2 separate regions of the Nothobranchius furzeri genome follow, and region 1 is linked to region 2. A link is a contact called in public Micro-C data. All regions are on one chromosome and are shown on one strand. The core of a region is the stretch at or near the end of the contact, and the rest is flanking DNA. Distances in the headings are between cores, read along the strand shown. Region 1 has its middle 15 kb from the start of psma8. Region 2 holds the start of kctd1 (potassium channel tetramerization domain containing 1).

Region 1 (4,318 bases), core at 1,319-3,818, 42 kb before region 2:
TTCTTTTGGTGGTTACTATTTTGAAGGCCAGGCATTGTATTGTACTTGTATTATTATTATTATTATTATTATTATTATTATTATTATTACAAATAATAGTAATATATTTGTTCCTGACACAAAGCCCCATTTCATCCACGAATTTGGGAAAAAGTAGAAATTTCCTCTATGAAGCTCAAGATGTTCTATTAAATTACTAATGATGGTTTATTATTGTCCCTTTTTTTTGTATGTAAATCTAATTTCAGTCAAAAACACTGTCTGCTCCATATTCTATTTTATCTCCCAAAACATGAGCTACTCCTTACCAAATCTTGAATGTTCCTCTCTTAGATGAACAAGTAAAATGCCAGGTGGATTATTATTATTATTATTATTATTATTATTATCCTCCAAAATGAGCAGCTGAGTGGACAACCCTTACATGTTCCCATCACTTAAGCCACCCTCCTTCCTTGTCGATCACGTTGTGAACCAGCAGAGTGCAGTGTTGCATAAAAGCAGCTGCCATCATATCACTTACAATTTCTCTCACTTCTGGTCCCACAGATTGACAGTATGACTCCTTCAGCTACATTGAGCTAGAATCTGCTGGCCACTGACATGTTTTTTGTCTCCGTGCTTCGACTCACAGCCACAAAGGCGCTCTGAACAATCGAACCCATGGAGGGAGAGCTGCTTTGCTTAAAATTGTGAGATGAAAAAGCTACATTGCTCGTGTCCCCGAGCCATGGCCAAGCTGTCAAAGTGTGTTGGGTCATAAAAGGCTACGCTCTCAACACTGTCCCTTTTCTGCTTGTCACATGTCGACAGTCTTACACACACACACACTATTTGTGTACAGCAAATTGGCCTGCCTCTGCTTTATGCCCTTTGGGGTTTTGCATCAGTATGAAGAAAAGTTTGGTGAAATTGGCATGCGGGCTTACACATCCATAAGTGATCCAAATATGTTTTCTTTTAATGCTCTCTTTTAACTTTTAGCTCCAGGGATAGATTTTGAATATCCCTCCATTATCTCATATCACACATCTTATCTCCTCTGTCCTTAAATCTCCTTCCCTTTTCTTTCCCAGGCTTGCACCCCCCCCCCCCCCCACTTTTATCCCACAGAGCAACATGTGCGTCTGAGTAACAGACACCAGCAGCGTTTAATGCTGCCACTACCGTCGTGTTCCCCCTGAAAGGTGCTGGCATATTAACCGTTTGCATGAAGAGACTAAAGACACGGTTTAGAGTTACGCCTTCACCTGTCAGTGGTTTCTGCCTCCCAGAAGAATACCCAGAGTGCCTCCTTCTCTAATTGAAAGTAGACACCATCGGCCCAGACAGGGAGAACAGGAGAGACGAGGAGGGCTTGAGCAAAATGAGAGGGAGAGGCACAAAAGAGCAGACAGAGTTAAGATAAACAATTCGCAGGATGCTGCGGGCCAAAAGCGAATGGCCCTGGGGCTCCGTGGCCTCTCAGGGCCGTGGCAGGAGCCAGTCACACACATCACATAGCATTACTTATGGTGGGGTTACAGCAAAATGTCAGCCAACGCATAAGAAGGAACCATCGGCCCATAGGATAATGTGAGTGCCTGGGGGAGGTGCAATCTTTCATTCCCACGAGTCCTCTCTTTCCACCCACACCCTCTTTTCATTGTATTTTTGAATCTATTTCTCTTTCCCCAGATAACTCATGTTTTTTAATTTTGATTATTGTAAACGAAAGCTACTGAAGACTTTATTTTCTCCCAGCGCTTCCTCTTCTACCCTTCTGGGAATTTCACAGTCCATCGGTTTGAAGCATGGCCTTTGATATCTTGATTTGTGTCCTCAGACAAATCCCTCCCCTTCCGGTTGTGCTCCTGTGGCAGATGTAGACGATCCAGGATCAGGAGAGCAATAAGGAGCATCTTTAAGAAATCGTTTCATTAACGTGGATGCTCACGCTTTCTGAAACGGCTGTTTAATGTGAGTTTTGCTGTAAAATCGCCCGCCCTGTTGTTCCTGGAGCCTTAAAGTGTGTGTGTGTGTGTGTGTGTGTGTGTGTGTGTGTGTGTGTGTGTGTGTGTGTGTGTGTGTGTGTGTGTGTGCAGCTGAGAGTGTGTGCATTAGCTAAAGACAGAGAGAAGGATGGGAAGAGCTAAAGAAAGAGACAGCAAGAGAGTTCAGCGCAGATATCTGAGTGCGTCTGACAGAGAGGACAGCCCTGCAGGCAGGTCCCAGCCCCTCAGCACCAAAAATGACACATGACTGCGTTGACTTTTGTCATCCCCTGTCTCGCTACGCCCCCAAACCCACGCCTGCAACAAACACAGAGGCAAGTGCACACACACACACTCGAAGACACACAGCCGCACACTGTATACTGCTTAGATTACATTATCCTTATCCCCAGGACACGAGCCCTCCTTGTTGGATGACATTTGGGCTTGTGCAGCAGTAAGGTTACCTTTCTTTGCCCCTGAGTTAAAGATGCCTGTCTGCAGCATGCATTTGAAATGAACGAGGGGGTGTGTGGATCAGATGAGAAAGATTTCCAAAAGCACTTTGATCAGAGGCATCAACAGTCACGCACAAACTTGTTAAGCAGTATGTAAATTTGGGCTGATACTGAATAAAGTTGCCAGAATGGCATGAATCCATTGTGCTGCGATGATCAAAATAAAAGAGGGCTTCAAACGCTGGAGGGCAAGAAAGTCACAGACATGAAGGTTTTTTTTTTCCTTCCTCTTTTTTTTCTACAAAGGGGCTGATGTGATGCAGAGAGGAGAGAAGAAGGGGAGGGAAATGAAAGATAGGGGGAAGCCTGGAAGGATCTCAATCTAAATTAGCCGGGTGGAAGGAAGACTATGCTGAGTGAGACATATAATTAAAACCAAAGCGATGAAAACATCAGCACTCATTCAGTCACTCGCTAGATGGATTTCTAAAATTCGCCACGGGGATGATCTGGAAAATGATTCAAAGCTAAAAGGTGAATCTCACCTATTGCACGCACACACACACACACACACACACACACACACACACACACACACACACACACACACACACACACACACACACACACACACACACACACACACACACACACACACACACACACACACACACACACACACACACACACACACACACACACAGTTTTGCTCGTTGCAGGTCTTCCTGTCAAAACCTCACTTCATCCACCTCTCCCTGTTTCTTTCTCCCTCCCTTGTTTTCTCTCCCCCTTCTCCAGCTGACATCTAGAGATGAATAGACACTGTCAAAGGGAGTCTTGTAGCCTGTCAGTTTTTAAACAAACAGTTAGCAAAAGGAACAGTTTCACATAAAAACCTCCCAGTCTGAGATGAGGTTATCAGCTTTAGGTTGTTGTTTCCTGTGTGGGAAGACTCGCCCCGCGAGTGCAGGAAGAAATACGACCTCACACAGGAACCAGTCTCATGCCTGGTCGTATACGCTTAAATTCATTTGGTTGTTAGTAGCACCGTTTCCCCCCTAAGATGCCAATAATTCACAAAAAGAACACAAAATGATCATTTTAAACTTGATTAAGAAGTAAACAGGATTTAATGAATGTTTAATGAAGAATAAAGTGAGGGGCAACAACCTTTACATATAATAATAAATCCAAATGATGCATTGCTAGATCTGCTATATTAAAAATCTGTCTAGAAGTTATTTGAAGTGAGCCCTGAGAGTGACTTATATAACTTATGATCGTTGCTACTTAAACAGTCAGTTTGCACATTTAAAATCGGGGCTCTGCAAAGTAATTAACAATTTGCCTGTTTTTGGCTTTATTTTAAAGTTTAGGTGCTAGGACTGACAAGCTAACAGCTAGTTAATTAGTTACTATCTCTTTAAAGCAGCATAAATCTTATTTAAACCTCAATATTCTGACATCATACGCTACTGGGGCTGCTCAATAAACAAAGTCAAAGTTTATATTTGTTTTCCTTGGGAAATAATAGTTGTGGACAGAGAGGTGACACCAGGGGTGAGAATCGAAACTGGTAGTTGTTGAGAACGGGTTCCCACTGTTTCCATTTTTGCAAACAATTCTCTTATCTATTCCAGTCAGCGTGATTGATGTCATCACTCACGTTGCGTAGCTTACGTATTTACTCAGCAGGAAACATGGTCCTAAGCGGCACAGACGCTCAAAAGTTTGGTGATACATTTTGACAAAATATGACAACAGGGCAACTCGAATACTTGTAAAGTAGATATTTCATCATAGGGAGTTAATGTTGTGTTTTTGACCTGTGCTGCTGCGTGAATTTCAACACAGCAGCACCAGTAACATTTGCACACCCTCTCCTGT
Region 2 (4,528 bases), core at 433-2,932:
CAGTATGCTCTAATGGGAAACAGGCTTCAACACAAACAGTTGTTTTCCGCCTGGTCCTAGAGCTCAACCAGTGTCAATTTGATAAAGCATAATACTGTTTATTGATGGTAAAAAGTGCAGGGGTCAAAACTAGACTTTGGAAAAAGTGTGTGTGTGTGTGTGTGTGGGGGGGGGGGACATGCCCCCCCCCCCAAAAAAAATTACGTCCATGAATTTGAGCATCGCCATCTGTTTCTGAATATGTCTTTGTGCATCTTCTTGTGCATCAGCATGACATCACAGATAGAGAAGTGTGATCAGCCCTGAGCTGCAGCAGGCTGTTGGAGACATGTTCACTGGCACAACAAAGAGTCCCAAGGCGCAGGAGTGGCAGAGGCCCAAGATGGAATATAATAACAATGTGTCGCCTCAAGGCTCTTCATATATATATATATATATATATATATATATATATATATATATATATATATATATATATATATATATATATATATATATATATATAAGTTCCTCTGTATGGGATGGTTTTGTAACAGCGCCATCAGGTGATCAGTCCTGACAAGCCTCCACCCATTTAAGGTGACTAACTTTAAGTATTTGTTCATAACATCCCCTTCAGCGTCCTCTTTTCCTATACATAACCAAATATTCTCACAGATATTAACTAACAGTGAAATTGAAATGTGCTATGTGTGCATTTAATTTAAAATCCTCTTATTCCAACACTTCAAGTTCATTAATTCAACTTTTTAAAGCTCTATTCGCTCATCCAGATCCTCGGAGTTGATTACGCACAGCGTAAAAAGGGCCAAGTCGTTTCTATTTTTGTCATACTCTAAATAAATACGTTTCTGTTAACACAGCCTGTTTTTTTTATTAAAGAGTGATTCACAAACTGCATTGACGCTTGTGTCCTGTCATACAGAATAAGAAATACGCCCGCGGCGAAATTACTTCACAATGGCGTCTTTCATTAGGATCTGGGGCAGTTGGGGGGAGGAATGAAAAGGAGAAAAGCGGAGTTCAAATTGCGTTTAAAAACGAGCAAAAACGCGCGTTTAACTAAGTTGGGAGCAACTTGAAACAGCGGCGGCGACACAGAAGAGGATTCTGATTTCCCTTTGGAGCTGAAACGCGCCAGGAGCGAATTCACGCGGCGGAGTGTTTGCTTCGACTAAATCGCTGCAGTCCGCTTCTGAGGAACCGTAGACCCCCGTGCTGCTGACAGACGCTTAAACGCGCTCAGTAAAAACCACGGAACATTAAGCCAGGAAGTGGTTAAATATTCTTTATGAAGTGTACCGCTCGGATCGTTTGGCACATGCGTAAAAGCTGCTGCGCCTCACCGTCCCAGTCCATCCGACCTCGGAAATACCAGCAAAGAAAAGAAATCTTCGCTTACCTGAAACATAGAGCTGCACAAAGTGGGGGTTTGTGCACCTTTTCCCTCTGATTTGGCCCACGATCTGCCTCTCTTCCTACACCAGCGAGAAATGCAATAGCTTGGCTTAGGTAGACAGAACAAAATACAGAGAATACTTGCTCCAGGGCTCCGAAACCCCTCAAGGCAAAGATCAGGATACAATTAGCTCATGTCTCAGCCCCAGTCTAAACCAATATGCGCCTTACGACTGCGAGCGAACAGCCGCAGTGCCTCATAGTCTTTGTTTAAGGTAATGCTTTTAGAAAAATCAAATAAACATATATTTTTCCTGCATTTACAACACCCTCACCCTCTGCTTCTAACTTGCCTCCTTCTTGCAGAGAAGCTGATTTTAATCGTTATGATTAGTTTTGATGTAACGCTCCCTTGGGCGATTTCTACAAATGGATGGAGTGTTTTTCTTTTTTGCCAGAGAGGAAAAGCATGAGATGACGATAATTATATAGATTGTTGTTGGAGTTCTTTGATTTCCCCCTCCTCTTTTCCTCCTCTTCTCTCAGAACTTCTGCTTTTCCTCTCCATCACCATCATCATCATCGTCATCATCAGAGAACTTGTTCATGGGAGCCAAAATGCACTTATTTAACAGAAAGGTGGTTGGTGAAATTCCCCTTTCCTTGCATCTCTTTTGCAATCTTATTTTTTCCCCAGCTTCTTTCCCTATTTTGGACATCCTCCAAATGACGTAGTTGTATAAATAAGTACTTGCAGCTTGCCTTGCCTCAATCAAGTCTGAATCAGTGCCTGGGGGTGATGTGGGAGCTCATTTCAAATGTTCAACCATGCATGATTTCAGCAAGATTGAGGCACTTCTGAGGCTTTTAGAATTACTTGGGGGATGAATACAGTGAAGGCATCACTGTTTAAAGTCATGTTTAAGTCAACAATTATCCTGTCTGACTTATGAGCACCAAGTTGTTCACATATGGATACAAAATGGACAGTTTTACATTCTAAAGTTATTCTCAGGCCATACACAAGGCTGAAATACCTCTAACGCCCCCTACTGTCTAAAACACCAACTTGTTTTTTTCCTCCTGACATTACAGCAGCTGCAGCAATGAATAAAAGTTAATAATTGAAGTAGTACTCAAGATCAGAGACAGAATATTAGCATTTATTTTGCCACAGTTAAACATTTCAGATCAGCAGACAGAGTTTAATATCAAAGATAACCCTTACCATTACAAAACAGTTTTCCAATTAAGATTTAAAATGACAAGCAAATGATCACTTTTGTTCTTTACAGAATTGTTTGAAAGAGGCCTTCACTCATTCATTTGCAGTGGTCTCCAGTAGGAAAAAAAATGCCTTGTAAGTCATACTCTGTGGGGGAAAAAAAGCTCTAGTGCACCTGTTTCAGCATGGATAATTTAGTCAGAGGAGAAAGTAGCTTCAGACGGCAGGATTTGGAGTTGTATTTCCTGATATTTGTATTTCTCGCCTCAGACTGACTAACAGTAGCACAATTACCACTGACTGTTTGCTTTGTGTCGATCGCCCTATGATGGATTAATCTATGAATGTTAAGTGACAGTGTGACGTAGATCTGTCTCTTTGTACATTCATCCTTGGTTCTTCTTTTTTTTTTTGCTGTGTTAAAATAAAAGAACCAAGTAATGCAGGTAAATCTGTCAGGCTTCTCAAATCCTAGAGTTGCTCCATCTATTTTAAATAAGAAGCTACTGCAGGAGATAGGTGTAGGACACCATTTTCACGTTCAGGCTTCATGTTAAACTCTGAGTCAAAATAAACAAGTAAAAACTGTTTTTTCAGGAAGGACCTCTGTAACGCAGCCTCACTGAAATTTTTTTTCCAGGAGGATTTTCTGGTACAGAGAGGAACTCATGCTTTTATCAGTCACAACAAGTAGTCCAGGTCCTGAAGCCCCAAACTATTACACTACCACCACCATGTTTGACTGTTGGTAATATGTAGTTTTTTTGAAATTCAGTGTTAGATCATGTACAACGCATAGCAGGGTTTTTGTAAAACTCATCTAAAAAGGAAGGTTTGGGTCCACACAACCTTGTTTTCAGCAAACAATTAAATAAAATACATTCATGCCAAGCCTGTGGGCAGCAGTAGTTCCCTAAATCATTGGTGCCAAAAAAATAAAATAAAATAAAAAATGCGTTTCTTGCACCTGGAATGCCTAGGTGGTGGGCAATAACCGTCCTTAAGGTTGTAATTTGCCTGTGGTCTTCTACATGGAGCGGTGACTGAGCTTGTAAAGATAAGCTAGTGAGTGTAAACGCAGGTTTCACATGTGACGTCAGAGCATTTTTGTCGTGAGCAGTGATGTTGCGAAACCTAAAACCCTGATTGTTTATGTCCTCAAGTAAACGCTGACAACAAAGAATTTGTAAATGTCCACTTTGGTCAAAGTTTTAGAAAAAATCTTTTTTTGTTGTAATTTAACTTCACTTTGTGTAGAGGGCAGGCCAAACCCTAGAAAAACATATTTGTTTTGTGGGATACCCGGCTACGTGTGTACAGGGGTTTACACCAGAGTGAACAGGACACAAATCTTCATAAAAGTACATTTTTTTCTCATCGGGACACAGAATATTTTCCCAAAAATCCTGAGGAAAATTAAGGTTCTTTTTTATTTGTTCGCGTATTTAGGGCAAATGTAAGGTTGGATTTGATTTAGTGTCCCCTTTTGTCCGCAGAAGTTTTCATTTAGCACACTTTTGTGCACTTATTGTTGAATCGTGAACTCTAACCATAACCAAGCGAGTCCTGCTTTAGATGCTGTTCTTTTATTCCTTTAGAACGGGTATCTTCCCTGTGACTACTGTCAGAATCAGGAACCTGCAATGCCAGAAGAAACGAGACAGAGTCACCATTTTTTAGCCCCAAACATCATTTGCTGTCTGTGACTTCAAATGGTGTTTTTCTTTTTGGGACTGGTAGTTTGTCCTAAATTCGAAGTGGTAGCAGCCGGCTGTTTCTCCTCTGATATTATTGAGCAGAGAACCTCTCACACCAGTGGTGTTGTGTTGCAAAATATGCAAGTGTGTAATGAACAGAGGATCTAGGGAACTGCGGCAGTTTGGCGAGACTCACAACCGAACGGAC

What was found. Hi-C and Micro-C count contacts between places; a contact is called where the count stands out from the background.
Region 1: a contact with region 2 is called in a Micro-C map of tail fin, with 14 times the contacts expected there. The contact joins the enhancer-like site here to the promoter of kctd1 in region 2. A contact is called at or near these places in 2 of 2 Hi-C or Micro-C datasets (skeletal muscle and tail fin).

Annotation. Positions count from the first base shown.
Region 1 is chr11:52,422,386-52,426,703 of NfurGRZ-RIMD1, reverse strand. No RefSeq gene overlaps it. Among protein-coding and RNA genes, the nearest start is that of psma8, 15 kb to the left of the region's middle. Within about 2 kb of position 2,568, at least 1 of the 3 cell types and tissues checked has an H3K27ac peak or open chromatin away from gene starts, as enhancers often do. A contact at or near this core is called in tail fin, where this site is marked.
Region 2 is chr11:52,379,750-52,384,277 of NfurGRZ-RIMD1, reverse strand. kctd1 (potassium channel tetramerization domain containing 1) reads right to left here and starts at 1,682. Exons shown (of 5, transcript XM_015956834.3): 1 at 1,403-1,682. The coding sequence starts at 1,411.